Regions from separate parts of the Capra hircus genome. Here all the other regions are linked to region 1. A link is a contact called in public Hi-C data. All regions are on one chromosome and are shown on one strand. Each heading gives the region's core, a stretch centred on a gene start, on an enhancer-like site or on the middle of the called end of the contact. The rest is flanking DNA. Distances are from core to core; before and after follow the strand shown.

Region 1 (4,423 bases), core at 589-3,088:
AACTCTCGGTGAGAATTTGGGTTTTGGTTCTTTTCCCGTCAAACCCCCAACTTTGGAATATTGGCTAGAGAGAAGTCTGAGATGCCATATACACACACAGCCAACCCCAAGTTTCTTACCTGCCCTCACCAAGGCAAAAGGGCACAGGCCACCCTAGCACACCTCTCTGCCATCTGCACCAGCTTTCCACCTTGAAAGCTGCTGATGTTCCCATCATGTTGTTCTTCAGTCGCTCAGTCATGTCTGACTCTTTGCAACCCCATGGACTGCACACCCCTGTCCTTTACCATCTCTGGAAGCTTGCTCAAACTCATGTCTATTAAGTCAGTGATACCATCCAACCATCTCATCCTCTGTCGTCCCCTTCTCCTCCTGCCTTCTATCTTTCCCAGCATCAGGGTCTTTTCTTCGAATCAGGTGACCGAAGTTATTGGAGCTTCAGCATCAGTCCTTCCAATTAATATTCAGGGTTGATTTCCCAACATGTTCCAGTAACTTCCCTGGTGACTCAGACGGTAAAAGCGTCTGCCTACAATGCGGGAGATCCAGGTTCAATCCCTGGGTCGGAAAGATCCTCTGGAGAAGGCAATGGCAACCCACTCCAGTACTCTTGCCTGGAAAATCCCATGGACGGAGGAGTCTGGCGGGCTGCAGTCCATGGGGTCACAAAGAGTCGGACACGACTGAGTGACTTCACTTTCTTTCACTAGGTGCAATTTATTTAGTGAGTGTGGGTTCAACCCAGACTTTCTACTCAGTCACTGAGTTAGCTTTGTAATCTTTTTGTGCCTCATTTTCCACACCTATAAAATGGGTAAAATAGTAATACCTACTTCTTGGGTTTATCAGAACAGTGCTCAGCACACAGAGCTCACCAAATGTGACTATGACCATTTCAATTATAAGCAGGCTTCCCCTTGGACAAAAATGTCAGGGGTGGAAAGGAAGTGAGCACTCAGACGGTTGGCCTCTATGAGGCCTAAAAGGTACATTATTCAATCTCTTCCCTTATCCTCTATCCCTCCCACCCTGGTCGTCTTCAGGCTAATCAATCTCAACTCCTGTAGCCCATTTACTTTCTTTGCCAGTTTTGGAGTCCTCCTTGAACCCTTCAACCCCACCAAATACCTAAACCTGGAGAGCTAGGGGCACCCAGCCCATTGCCCTGGGCTACTCAGTTCCTAAAAACCATCCTTCCACGTGTAAAACCCCAAGACTACCTGCTTACTCGATCAGGACTCTAAGCATGGGTGTTTCAGCCTAGTTAATTAGAGGAGACTGACATGCTATCGGGGACCTGCTGTGCAAGTAGGCCATTAAGAAGTGTGACCCAGGAGGGGTTCCGCACCTGCATGCCCAGGAGACGCCAAGGGGAAATCAGCTTACTCTAATGAAAAGCGCATTGGAGTCCTTCGAGCTTCGGTTTGGGCAAGTTCCATAATCTTGAGTCTCAGTTTCCTCCTCCGGAAAACGGGTCTATCAATACCCGCCTACTACACGGAAGTGCTCCGTCAGAACTGAATGCGACGCTGTACGCCGTGACTCCAGGTGAACTGGGGAAGCTCTGCACGTGCGAGCTGCCCCCGCAGAGAGCAGAGGGGTGCACGTCTGGGGACAGCCCGCGCCCTGACGTGCACCCCACGTGCTCCGAGATCGTGCCGTCCAAGCTCGCGCAGACCCCGGGCCGGGAACCAGGCTGGCGGGCCTCTTGAGTAGCTCATGACGCCAGCGAAGGCGTGGGGACGCGGGAAAAAGGCGGCGAAAACCCGGGGAAGCGAAGGGGGCGGTGCCCCCCGCAGAAGGAGGACCGGGCGTGGGGCGGAGGCCGAGGCTCCTCCCGCCCCTGGCCTCCCCCGTCTTGCCCCCCCTCCTCCGATTGCTCCCCGCTCCTCCCCCGCCCCGCGCGCATCCGGCGGCGGGCACAGGATGTTCTTTCGCTCGGGCCCCCCCACCCCCGCCCCCGCTCTCACTTTCCCTCCGCTCCCATCCCCCACTCCCGCCGCCGGCACCTTGTTTAACTCTTTCCCTTCCGCGCTTCGCAGCGCCCAGCGCGCCCTTGCTGGGGAGGGGGTCCCACCCTTCCCGCCCACTCCCAGGACAGGGAGCTCCATCCAGGGCGGCATGGGAAGAAGGGCCCCGGCCCAGCGGTGGGGCTCGGTTCTCCGGATCCACTGGCCCGTCGCGGGTGGGAGGGGAAGGGATGAAGAGAGATCCTAGGGCCTGAAGCCAGCCTTCTCCGGACCCCCCAGACCAGCTCACCACTGGTGCCAGGTGGGCTGGGGGTGGGGGTGCCCGCAAATCCGGCGAGTCCCGCGACCGAGGAGGGCAGCCAGCTGGGCGGAGTTAGCGTCCGCGCCAGACCAGACGTAGGGTCAGCAAGGTCGGGGACCCCAACCTCATCCTCTCCCTCGTTGGGATGAGAAGGGGGCCCCCGGCTCTCCGGGAGAGGATGGAGAGAGGTCACGCCCTTCGCGTACACGTCACTGTTTCCAAGGCAACCAGGGGCGGAGACGCAGGCTGGGGAAGGAGAGACCTTAGCGAAACAAGGTTGCTAGAGACACTGGGACCCGGGGGTGGGGGGTGCGTTGGGGTGGGGAGGCGGCGTGGGCGGCCTTTTCAATCTTTGCTTTTCGCTCGCTGGGGGTCCAAAAAGCTGAGGGCCGGACAGGTGCGGTTCATTCGACAGACGTTCTTTGAGCTTGAACCGTGCTTGGCATCAGGCTTAGGCACTGCGTTCTGGCGGCGCTGGATCCAAACCCTGCCCTCGCTGATTATTTTGAGTCAGGGTAGAGTGGCTATGCATCCTGGGTTACCTCCGTGGAACTGGTGTTAACTGTCCCTTCTACTCGCTTAGAAATGTCTTAGTTGGGGGTTGGAGGACAGTAGTTAAGGTACCGCATCCCCCAATTCAAGAAAAGCTCCTGCAAAGCAGGCTGCTGTCTGCTCGCTTTGCAGCCAGCACTATGTTCTCTGTAATCTTTGCCTCTCTCACCTTTTACAGATGAAGCAGGCTCAGAAAGGTGAAGAGGCTTGCCCAAGGCCATACAGCTAAGTGTTGCACCTAGGTCCTTGTGGCCTTCAAAATCCAAGAGCCCAATGTTAGTCTTTCTTTTCAAGACAGATGATATTAAACAAGTAAATAAATAAACCCTGTCCCTGCCGTGAAGGAGCTTATAATATTTGAGGCTGAAAATATTACAGGGCATAATGAAGCAATAAAATCTAGGAAAGATTAAAGGCCACCCATAAGGCTTAGAGGGAAGTTGATGACAAAATGATCCAAGCGGGGTGGAGATTATCAGAGCCTTTGAGCTGGGTTATGGGGTGGTGATGGGATCAAGCTCACTGGGTCTGTGTTTGTGTGTGTGTGTGTGTGATGTGGTGCCAAGAAAGAGAACAACTTAAGGGCATCAGACCAGCAACCCAGAGCTAGGCAGGCTGGGATCTCCAATGGCAAGATCCCTCTGTAAACCCCAAAGCCACTGCTTGCACTCTTTTCTGCCCTCCACCCTCCTCAGTGGTTTTCTGTTCCTTGCTGGAGCACAGGCTCCAGGCAGGCAGCTAGACTTATTCCATTCAGCACTCTAGTACTTTAGAGTTGGTATTTGGCATAACCTTGGTAGCTCAGACGGTAAAGCGTCTGCCTACAGTGCGGGAGACCCGGGTTCGATCCCTGGGTCGGGAAGATCCCCTGGAGAAGGAAATGGCAACTCACTCCAATGTTCTTGCCTGGAAAATTCCATGGATGGAGGAGCCTGGTAGTTCGTGGGGTCGCAAAGAGTCAGACAGGACTGAGTGACTTCACTCACTCTGATGTTAATTTGGATGTCAGATTCTCTCTCCTCATTCCCCACCTCTACCCCGAAGATTCTGGGAAATTTAAAAACCAGGGCTGCTCAAAACAAAAGGGCCTGCATGAGCATCAGGAAACCAATAGGCTTGATGCTGACAGGGAGACCAAGTCAGGAAAGAGAACTGTGAGGAGAAAAGAGGCACAACCCAATGGACTGGACACTTGAGGAACACTGGATGCCTTCCTACCACGCACCAGGGCTTGTGCTGGATTCTGTGGTTTGGGTACACCATGAATGAGTGTGGGCCCCTTCGTATGGAACACAGATTAGTAGCTGCTGTACCCAGTGTGCTTGAAGAGTCTGAAGTTGATAACATACACAATAAACAGTGGTTGAGAAAGATTATTCTAGCAGGGTGTGTAGGAGGAAGGAAAAACCTGGGTCAGAAAGGACAGTGTGGCAGTGACTGTGGGAATTTGGGCCAAAGGTGGAATCTGTGGAATTGGAAAGGAAGGCGTGAGGAAAGCAACAAACAATACACCTTGTGATAAAAGCAGGAGTGGGAAGAATTTGGTGATAGATGGTGAAGGAGAGAAAACGGTTGAGAATTTTTTGTTAATTTTTTTTCC
Region 2 (4,423 bases), core at 848-3,347, 230 kb after region 1:
CAGGCTGGTGTTTGACCTAAAACCTAGTTTCTTAGTCATGCTGAGCCCAAATACTGAGTTTCTTAGGTTCATTTTAGTTTCATAATTTTTTAATATCTTGACCCTGGATCTTAAGGAGCATCTTTATCAAATTAAAAGACAGTGTTGGGTATGTTAATTTGGTGTGTAGAATATTTAAAATGAGTTTTTATGTGTGTGTTAAGTCGCTTCAGTCATGTCCAAGTCTGTGAGACCCTATGGACTGTAGCCATCCATGGAATTCTCCAGGCAAGAATACTGGAGTGGGCTGCCATGCCCTCCCCTTAAATGAGTATAACATTGAATAAATGGATGAGTGAATGAGTTGTCTTTTACTATAATCTACCTTAAATCCTTTTAGGTAGTGGGTAGGTGAAATAAATCAGAGGGTTGAAAATAAGGGACCCTCCCCCACAGTGGACCCAAAGCAGACAGGACACTGACCCGGCTGGTTAAGCCATGTGGATATGACACCAGAAGAACTAATTTCCTTAGGAAAGCCATCTCCCAAGTCAATTTTTTAATACTTTTTTATCTGGCTGCACCAGGTCTTAGTCGCAGCATATGAAATCTTCCATCTCCATTGCAGCATGCAGGATCTTTCCGTTGCAGCATGTGGGATCTAGTTCCCTGACCAGGGATTGAACCTGGGCCCCTGGGATTGGGAGCTCATAGTCTTAGTCACTGGACCACCAGGGAGGTCCCTCCCATGTCAAGTTAACCCAATCCAGTATTCATGTATTACATACCTGTGGCTGCTGTAAAAAATTATCACAAACTTGATGGCTTAAAACAACAGAAACTTACTCCTTCCCACGTCTAGAGGCCCTAGAGGAGAACCTGCTCCATGCTGCACCCAGTGGCTGGCTGCCAGCAGCCCTTGGGCTTATAGCCACATCACCCTCATCTTTCAGGCCAGCATCTTAAAATCTCCCTTAGCTCCATCTTCACATAACCGTTTTCTCTATCAAACTTCCTCAGCATCCCTCTTGTAAGAATATTACATGTGTGTGCTTTCAGGGACCACTTGGATAACGTAGGATAGTTACCTCATCTCAACACTCTTAATCACATCTGTAAAGATCCTCCCACCCCCACCCCCAGGCTCCATGGATTAGGATATGGATATCTTTCATGGGCACATTGATTCATTCAATACACATGACTCAACCCTTTACTGAAAATTTATGTAAGTCAGCATTCAGTCTTCAGTTCAGTCGCTCAGTCGTGTCTGAGTCTTTGCGACCCCATGAACCGCAGCATGCCAGGCCTCCCTGTCCATCACCAGCTCCTGGAGTCCACCCAAACCCATGTCCATTGAGTCGGTGATGCCATCCAGCCAGCATTCAGTCTTATGGGTATGCAAAAATTTATAAAACAGGGTCTTTGACTTCTGATTTTAATAAAGTTGGCATGTTCCCCCTTGTCTGGAAATCATCTGTATCAGTCAGGGTCCAGTCAAGACAAGAGGTTCCAGAGATTTCCTTGGTGACCCAATGGCTAAGACTCCATGCTCCCAATGCAGAGGCCCTGGGTTCAGTCCCTGGTCAGGGAACTAAAGCCTGCCCGCTGCAACAAAGGACTAAAACCGCCAAATAAACAAATAAAAGAAAACAGGTTTCATACTGGTTATTTTAACAGAATGTGAGATAGGACAGTGATTAAACAGGGGCTGGAGGACTCAAAAAACAAAAGGAGGACACTGAGGTCGAACCAAGATATACGCTACCCCAAGAAGCAACTCCCACCTGAAGCGCTGGGGGAATGATGAAAAGACGCTAAAGGTGAGGCCTCCAGGGACGGCGGAGCCTGGTGGGCTGCCGTCTATGGGGTTGCACAGAGTCGGACAGGACTGAAGTGACTTAGCAGCAGCAGCAGCTTGGAGGTGAGTTCTGGACCTCGGAAAAGAGGTGGGATCCAGCGGCTGCTACCATCCCAACTGCTCCGAGGAAGGGCTGGTACTGCGCTCCACCCCCAAGGAGAGATGCTGTGGCATCATGTGAGTGTATCGGGAGACTTCGGGGAGGCTGAAGCCTGGACCGCCAAATCAAGCTGGAGGCGGAAGCCAACCTTTGCTGCCCGGTGTGACATGCGCGCATTGCTGGTGAAATACTGCGCAAGCCCAGCAAGCACCCGGCACGTCTCAGCTCTGGCCGCCTGGTCTTCCCTCTAGCGCCCCCTGCTGGCAGAAGCCCGCAGGACGCTATCTAGCAGGAGAAACGCCGCCGAGTTCCAGCTCCAGCACTTCAGAGCAGAGCACAAAAGGGTCGATTAGGAGCGAAAAGACAGTAGCAATCCATCCAAGCCACCCCTTGGCTCCTCAGCATCCAGTTCCACCCTGCCACCTACATTTGAACTTCCATATTCCCACAAAACAAATTGATGCTTCTGCCTAACAAGCTAGATCCAACTATCCTTCAAATAAATGAAGATATTCTCAGCCTTTCCCCAAAAGGGGACACACTAAGTCTGTACAGCCATCGCTAAACGATGTTAATAACTACATTGATGCTGATAATATAAAGCTATATTATATATATATATATTTCTTTTATATGTATATGTGTTTGTATGGGGGCGGGGTGTGGGGGCAGTAGCTTCCCAGGTGGCACTAGTGGTAAAGAACCTGCCTCCAACGCAGGAGATGAAAGAGAAGTGGGTTCCATCCCTGGATCAGGAAGATCCCCTGGAGGAGGGCATGGCAATCCACTCCGGTATTCTTGCCTAGAGAATCCCATGGACAGAGGAGCCTGGCGGGCTATGGTCCATAGGGTCGCAAAGAGTCGGACACAACTGAGCGACTTCACACACGTGCATGTGTGTGTGTGTCTTATAGGGAGAGTTGGGTCTCCCGAAAGGATGGGCTAATGTCCTGACCCTCAGTACCTCAGAATGTGACCTCACTTAGAGACAGGATCTTTGCAGATGTAATAAAGTCTGCTGCTGCTGCGAAGTCGCTTCAGTCGTGTCCAACTCTGTGCAACCCCATAGACGGCAGCCCACCAGGCTCCGCAGTCCCTGGGATTCTCCAGGCAAGAACACTGGAGTGGGTTGCATTTCCTTCTCCAAGGCATGAAAGGGAAAAGTCTAGATGAGGTCATTAGGGTGGACCCTAATCTAATCTGACTAGTGTTCCTACAGGAAGTGGCAAATGACATGTGAAGATACGGACCCAGAAAGAACAGCATGTTCTCAGAGGCAGAGATTAGGGTGATGTGTCTACAAGCCAAGAAACCACCAGAAACTGAAAAAGAGGCAACAAAAAAAGTATTCCCTTGCGCCAGTGAAGAGAGCATGATCCTGACCACACCTTGATTTCAGACTCCACCTCCTGAACTGTCAGAAAATAAATTTCTGTTGTTTTTAAGATACTTACCCTGTGCCTTTGTTACGGCAGCACTAGGAAACTAGCTGTGTGTGTGTGTGTGTGTGTGAGTGTGTATGTGTGTATAGAATAAGTAAGAAAGTGTACCTAGCTAGCCTATTCTCATTTTGGTAATTCACTACAAGACTGTACTTGATGTCAATAGTTTCTTTCTTCCATTCCCCATCCTGTGTTCCTTCTTCCTTCAGCTAGCACCTTAGCTGGTTGAATTATTTATGTGGTGGGGTAGCCCTTTATTTAATACGAAGGGTATGAGTTCTCAGTGTCTTTTGTTGGTTGCTATTGTTTTCCATTCACTTTCACTTGGAAATGTGAAGCACTAAGAGGCACCCCGGAAAACATCCCTGATTCTAGATGTCTGACGTCACTGTGTAGTAGCAGCCCCCTTTTCCCTTAGTCACCAGGTTCAGTCATTCCAGCAAGTCGAGTAACCCCTTCGTTTACCTGTTGGCTCAGTGACATGAGGAACCCCAGCTGACCAGGAAGCAGTCTCAGCTTCCAGATCAATGATATCCACGTCATATCCCATGGCGGAAGAAATTTCTCTGCTGGAAATCATGACCTTTAAACCAGCAGAGCTCAGAATGGCAGAACAGGAGCCACCTAGAGACAGACGTGCTTATGAAAGGAACCATGTACATTTTCACCGTTTGATTTCCAGGTCTGTATATTCTGGGTGCCTCTTCAAAAGGCCATCCTATAAGACGAACCCCATATTTCAAGATGTTGTCTCTCTTGTGACTTGATGGGTCAGATGACTCCCGGTACCTAACAGGCACCTCAGAACAAACAGCCACTTGATGTCTCATCCCCAGACACTTGGTCTCCACCAGGTCCCAGCAAGCGTGCAGCTAAATCAAAAGGAAAGTAGTTCTCTGCACAACACAGAATGGAGTTGCTCAGCAAACTTACATGTGTGTGCTGTGATTCCCCATCAGGGCTTCCTCGGTTGGATCATAAAAGGCCCAAGTGATGGAGCCGTTTGCACTAGAGCCTGAGCCCGCTACAGAGCCCGCCTCT
Region 3 (4,423 bases), core at 725-3,224, 150 kb after region 1:
GGATACCAAAGAAAAACTGGAGCAGGCTGCCATTGTCAAAGAGAAGGGGACTGTGTACTTCAAGGTACGTTGACTCTTTGTACGATACTTTCCATCTCAAAGAATTTACTCAAGTATCAGTGAATTGTGCTGATATCCCCTATCCTGGATTCTGTCAGTACCCTTCAGGATAAGAATAAGCCTGAACTTTTACAAGTCTGTCATTTTCAGCATAAGAAATTATAAGGCAGAATGAATTAATGTGACACAGAATACAAATGCCTCTTTTACACATTCTAATCTAGACTGTAACCATCCATAGCATCAGACCAGGTCTGGCTTGCCCACTCACCATGTATCAGTTAAGGCCTAAAGCACTGTGCTTGGTACATAGTGGGCCGTCACCAAGTGTTTGTGCAACAAAACAAAGAATGAATAGAATAATTGTTAGCAAATAGTAGCATTCAAAGGGATAAGTTTCATATCATTTTCCCTTTCCACCGTTTTGGGGAAGTCACTTAGGTACATGATGAGAGAAAAGTTCATGCACAGATTTCGAAAGGAACTGAACCCAATATAAAAAGTGCAAAGAGCATGTTACTAGATTTTTAAATAATCAAGTTAAATTGTTAGGAATCAACATAGGGTTGCCAGAAAGGCTAGTAACTCTCATTATTCACTTTAATGGTGACACCATGAATATAACAACATCTGTCACTTTACCTGCTTAAATGAGTTGATTTGTATGATTTACAAATCATAACTTAAAGCATTTCTTACTGTGGGTATAGATAATATATATTTATTTATGACTCATATATACTGGATTCCCTGGTGGCTCAGAGGGGAAGAATTTGTCTGCAATGCAGGAGACATGGATTCTATCCCTCAGTTGGGAAGATTTTCTGGAGAAGGAAATGGCAACCCACCCCAGTATTCTTGCCTGGGAAGTCCCCATGGACAGAGGAGCCCGGTCGCAAAGAGTTAGATACGACTTAGTGATTAAATGACAATATCAACTCAGTGTAATAAAACAGCTGTTCAGAAACTCTAATTGGTTGCTGATGACTCAGTGTTGCAAAGCCACGTATCATATAGCTGTGTCTTGAATATATACAGAGAGATGGCCAGAATTTGTAATCAGCAGCAGAAATCAGTGCTAAAGTAGCTATACAATTATTTAACTTTGTTGCGTCTTAGCATCATAACCACAATAGTGACTTGTGTATTTCATAATGTTATGAACACTCTTAAAATTACTGATGTTTGGATAAAACCTGGATCACACATATTATTTTTAACGTGCAGTTTGATAGACAAAATCTTTCAAAACATTATTCTTTTGGGGGAAAATTAATGAAAAGGTTCAGAACCACTGACCTAAGACTTTTTCTCCCAGAATGTCTTTGAATGTTTTGCATTAAAAACTTCCCTGGAGGCACCTTCACATTTATAGGTAAAAGATCCCAGCGGCGATCCTAGTTTTAGCTGTATGACTTTAGAAATGGTAGGTGGGTTCCTATACACATTCCCTTTTCAGATGTCAGGGCAAGTTCCAGTCTGCCGAGCAGCCTTCCTGGGCCTCGACCTTTCAGGTTGTGCGACTTATGCACAAGCACGGGGTCCTGTTGTGGCGGCCAGGGCAGAGATGGGGCACGGTCATGCCACGCACACATCGAGCCCTATTCTCAGTGACCTGTCGGCTGGGTTTACACCTAAGTGGGGAAGCCTCTGCTCTTAGTAGAGTAGAGCTGTAAAAAGCTTTTAAATGGAAGTGATTTTGGTGTTTAGAGTGTGAACTCCTCATATGAACCTCTGAACACTAAAGAAAGGTAGGAGAGGACTGTCTTCATTTGGCTCTGAAAATAATCATGAAGCACATATAACATGGCGTTGCGCCCGCATAGCTGACAGCACTGAGACAGGAGTGTTAACTGTCACAGCTGGTCAGTGTCTCTCTCCTCTGACTTGGAGGCAGTGGGAAGAAGGCTGAGGACACTTCTTACCAAGAGGTTCTTGCGCCCCCTTGTGCTCCTTGGGGATAAAGCATTCTTAAAGCAACTGAGTGAAGGGTCATCTTTCAGCCACAGGACCCTTTGCAGACACACTAGGTTTTGCTGTGTTTTGACCACCATTACTGACCCAGGAAGCCAGTGCTCTGATTCAGAAACAAGTTGTCCATGACTCTCGGATTTTAGGTTAAGAAAAACCCTCTTTTGCTCTAGAATAGTGAAGGAAAGAGAAGACTTCTCAACCTTGGCACAGTTGACATTTGAGGCTGTAAAGTTAATTGTTTAGTGGGAGGTTCTGTGCGTTTAGCAGTAGCCCTGGGCCTACCCACTAGCTGCCAGTAGTGCACACACATTCCCAGTTGTGAGAACTAAAGAAGATCTCGAAACATTACCAGATGGTCACCTGGGGACAGAGCCACCCTAGTTGAGAACTCCAGTTTTAGTCCATCAGAAGCAGAAATAACACAAAGATCTTTGCTCATTTAAAGTTGAGATATAGAAATTATATATACTATATATGAAAGGACTATCAAGAAAGTAAAATACTCAAGTGTAAAGAACATTTACATAAAGTCTGATACTTTGGGGTTTTTTATTTTCTTTCAGAAACTGTAGCCTCTCTACCATTCTGACAGTCAGAACCTACTGAAGTGATCGGATCTGGTCTTTGTCCTCCCTGGCTCTTTCCTTCCTCTATGACACTATATTAGACAGAAAGGTAGTTAAGAGGAGGATGAGAGCAAAAGGACACCTTTCACTTTCACCATTTTGCTCCCAGTGATTGAAAAACTTGATTCCATAGTTATATTCCTTTGACCTTAATATTTACTTAACAAACCATCATCAAGAGCCACCTCGTGTTAAACCCTGAATATTCCAAAAGGGATAGGGCATGCTTCCTGTCCCCAAAAGCTCATAATCCACCAAGAGAAAAGACAATGACAGAAAATGCCAGCCCCTGAAACTGGTAAGGACTTTAATCTTGAGTAGTGGGGCCTAAGGCTATGGCAGACTACAAGGACAGCCAGCCCCTAACTTACACCTGTGTGAAAGCAACATGCATTCGGTAGAAATCATACTTTGAATTTGGATTGCCTCTTCCCAAACTGGTGATGTCATCATCAGTGAGCATGGCTCCCAGCCATGGGATCATGGGGCTGAACAACCGACACAGCGGTTCTGGACTCACACACCTTTCTGGTTTTCACTTTCAGGACAGTATTCAATAAATTACATGAGATATTCAGAACTCTATTATAAAATAGGCTTTGTGTTAGATGATTTTGCCCAACTGTAGGCTAGATCACACTGAAGGTAGGTGAGGCATATGAAATGCACTTCAGTTTCCCTGGGCATACTGGGGGGTGACCCCCTTGTAAGCTGAGGAAGACTGCCTTCAGATCCAGGCCCTCCACTTGGAACTGTGTCTACCCCATCCTTATCACTGGAAACTGACATCAGGGCTTCCTTTCTACAGTAATAGAGCATATATATCATTCATGTGAATTAATTATACAATTTTTATTCACAGTTGTTACTGAGTGAAAATATGATTAAGAGAAAAGTCTTTCTCATGTAGTCAGGTGACTAACACCTGTGTGATTTTTGTTTTATAGTTAGGTATGCTGGACAGCTGTTCATTGTGTATATTCCCTGGGTCTGTAAATCAGTGGTTAGCAGACCACAGCCTGTTTCTGTAGTCAGGGCTCTCCTGGGACTCAGCCACACCCCCTTTGTTTATATATCATCTGTCACTGCTTTAGTAGCCAGGACAGAGTTGCAGCAGAGACTGTTGGGTCTGCAAAGCCTAAAGTATTATCTGCCCCTTATAGGAAAAGTTTGTCAACCCTTGGTTTAGCTAACGAAGATCTGCTGGGTTTGGGACTAGCACTTAACAGAATCTAGTATCCTCTGTCTAGGGCTGATCATCAGGAGAAAAGGGGAAAGTAACTTCCCTTCGAGTAAACTAGTGACATAGTCTACAGCTACTCACAGGCCTTATGAAAGTTTGGTAAATATTGGCACCAAAGAATGTAACTCAAAAGCCTTGAGGCCCATGTGCTGAAAAGGGTGAAATGGTAAATGCTGGCGAAGAGCATCACGGTGCCCGCCCTGCAGCAGCTCAGAGGTCACTGGGCTCGAGAAGAACAGGGAGAGGTGTCTGGAGAGCAGGACACTCACACACCCTGCTTGGGATGAGGTGGTAGTTCCCTTCTGAGGATCTGCCTCGCTCCGGGAGGGCTGAGCTTACACTCCCTTTGAACTCGCTCCAGAGCCAGGACAGCAAGTAATTACTAGCTTTTCTCTCTTAGGGAGGCAAGTACATGCAGGCGGTGATTCAGTATGGGAAGATAGTGTCCTGGTTAGAGATGGAATATGGCTTATCAGAAAAGGAATCGAAAGCTTCTGAGTCGTTTCTGCTTGCTGCCTTC

Evidence for each region. Hi-C and Micro-C count contacts between places; a contact is called where the count stands out from the background.
Region 2: a contact with region 1 is called in a Hi-C map of blood, with 2.7 times the contacts expected there. The contact joins the enhancer-like site here to the promoter of ARMC12 in region 1.
Region 3: a contact with region 1 is called in a Hi-C map of blood, with 5 times the contacts expected there. The contact joins the enhancer-like site here to the promoter of ARMC12 in region 1. A contact is called at or near these places in 3 of 5 Hi-C or Micro-C datasets (blood and liver).

The regions. Positions count from the first base shown.
Region 1 is chr23:38,986,272-38,990,694 of ARS1.2, forward strand. ARMC12 (armadillo repeat-containing protein 12) reads right to left here and starts at 1,839. Exons shown (of 9, transcript XM_013973881.2): 1 at 1,349-1,839.
Region 2 is chr23:39,217,419-39,221,841 of ARS1.2, forward strand. No RefSeq gene overlaps it. Among named protein-coding and RNA genes, the nearest start is that of TULP1, 26 kb to the right of the region's middle. Within about 2 kb of position 2,098, at least 1 of the 5 cell types and tissues checked has an H3K27ac peak or open chromatin away from gene starts, as enhancers often do.
Region 3 is chr23:39,132,432-39,136,854 of ARS1.2, forward strand. It overlaps FKBP5 (peptidyl-prolyl cis-trans isomerase FKBP5), which reads left to right. Exons shown (of 13, transcript XM_018038959.1): 10 at 1-64; 11 at 4,304-4,423. Among named protein-coding and RNA genes, the nearest start is that of TULP1, 110 kb to the right of the region's middle. Within about 2 kb of position 1,975, at least 3 of the 5 cell types and tissues checked have an H3K27ac peak or open chromatin away from gene starts, as enhancers often do.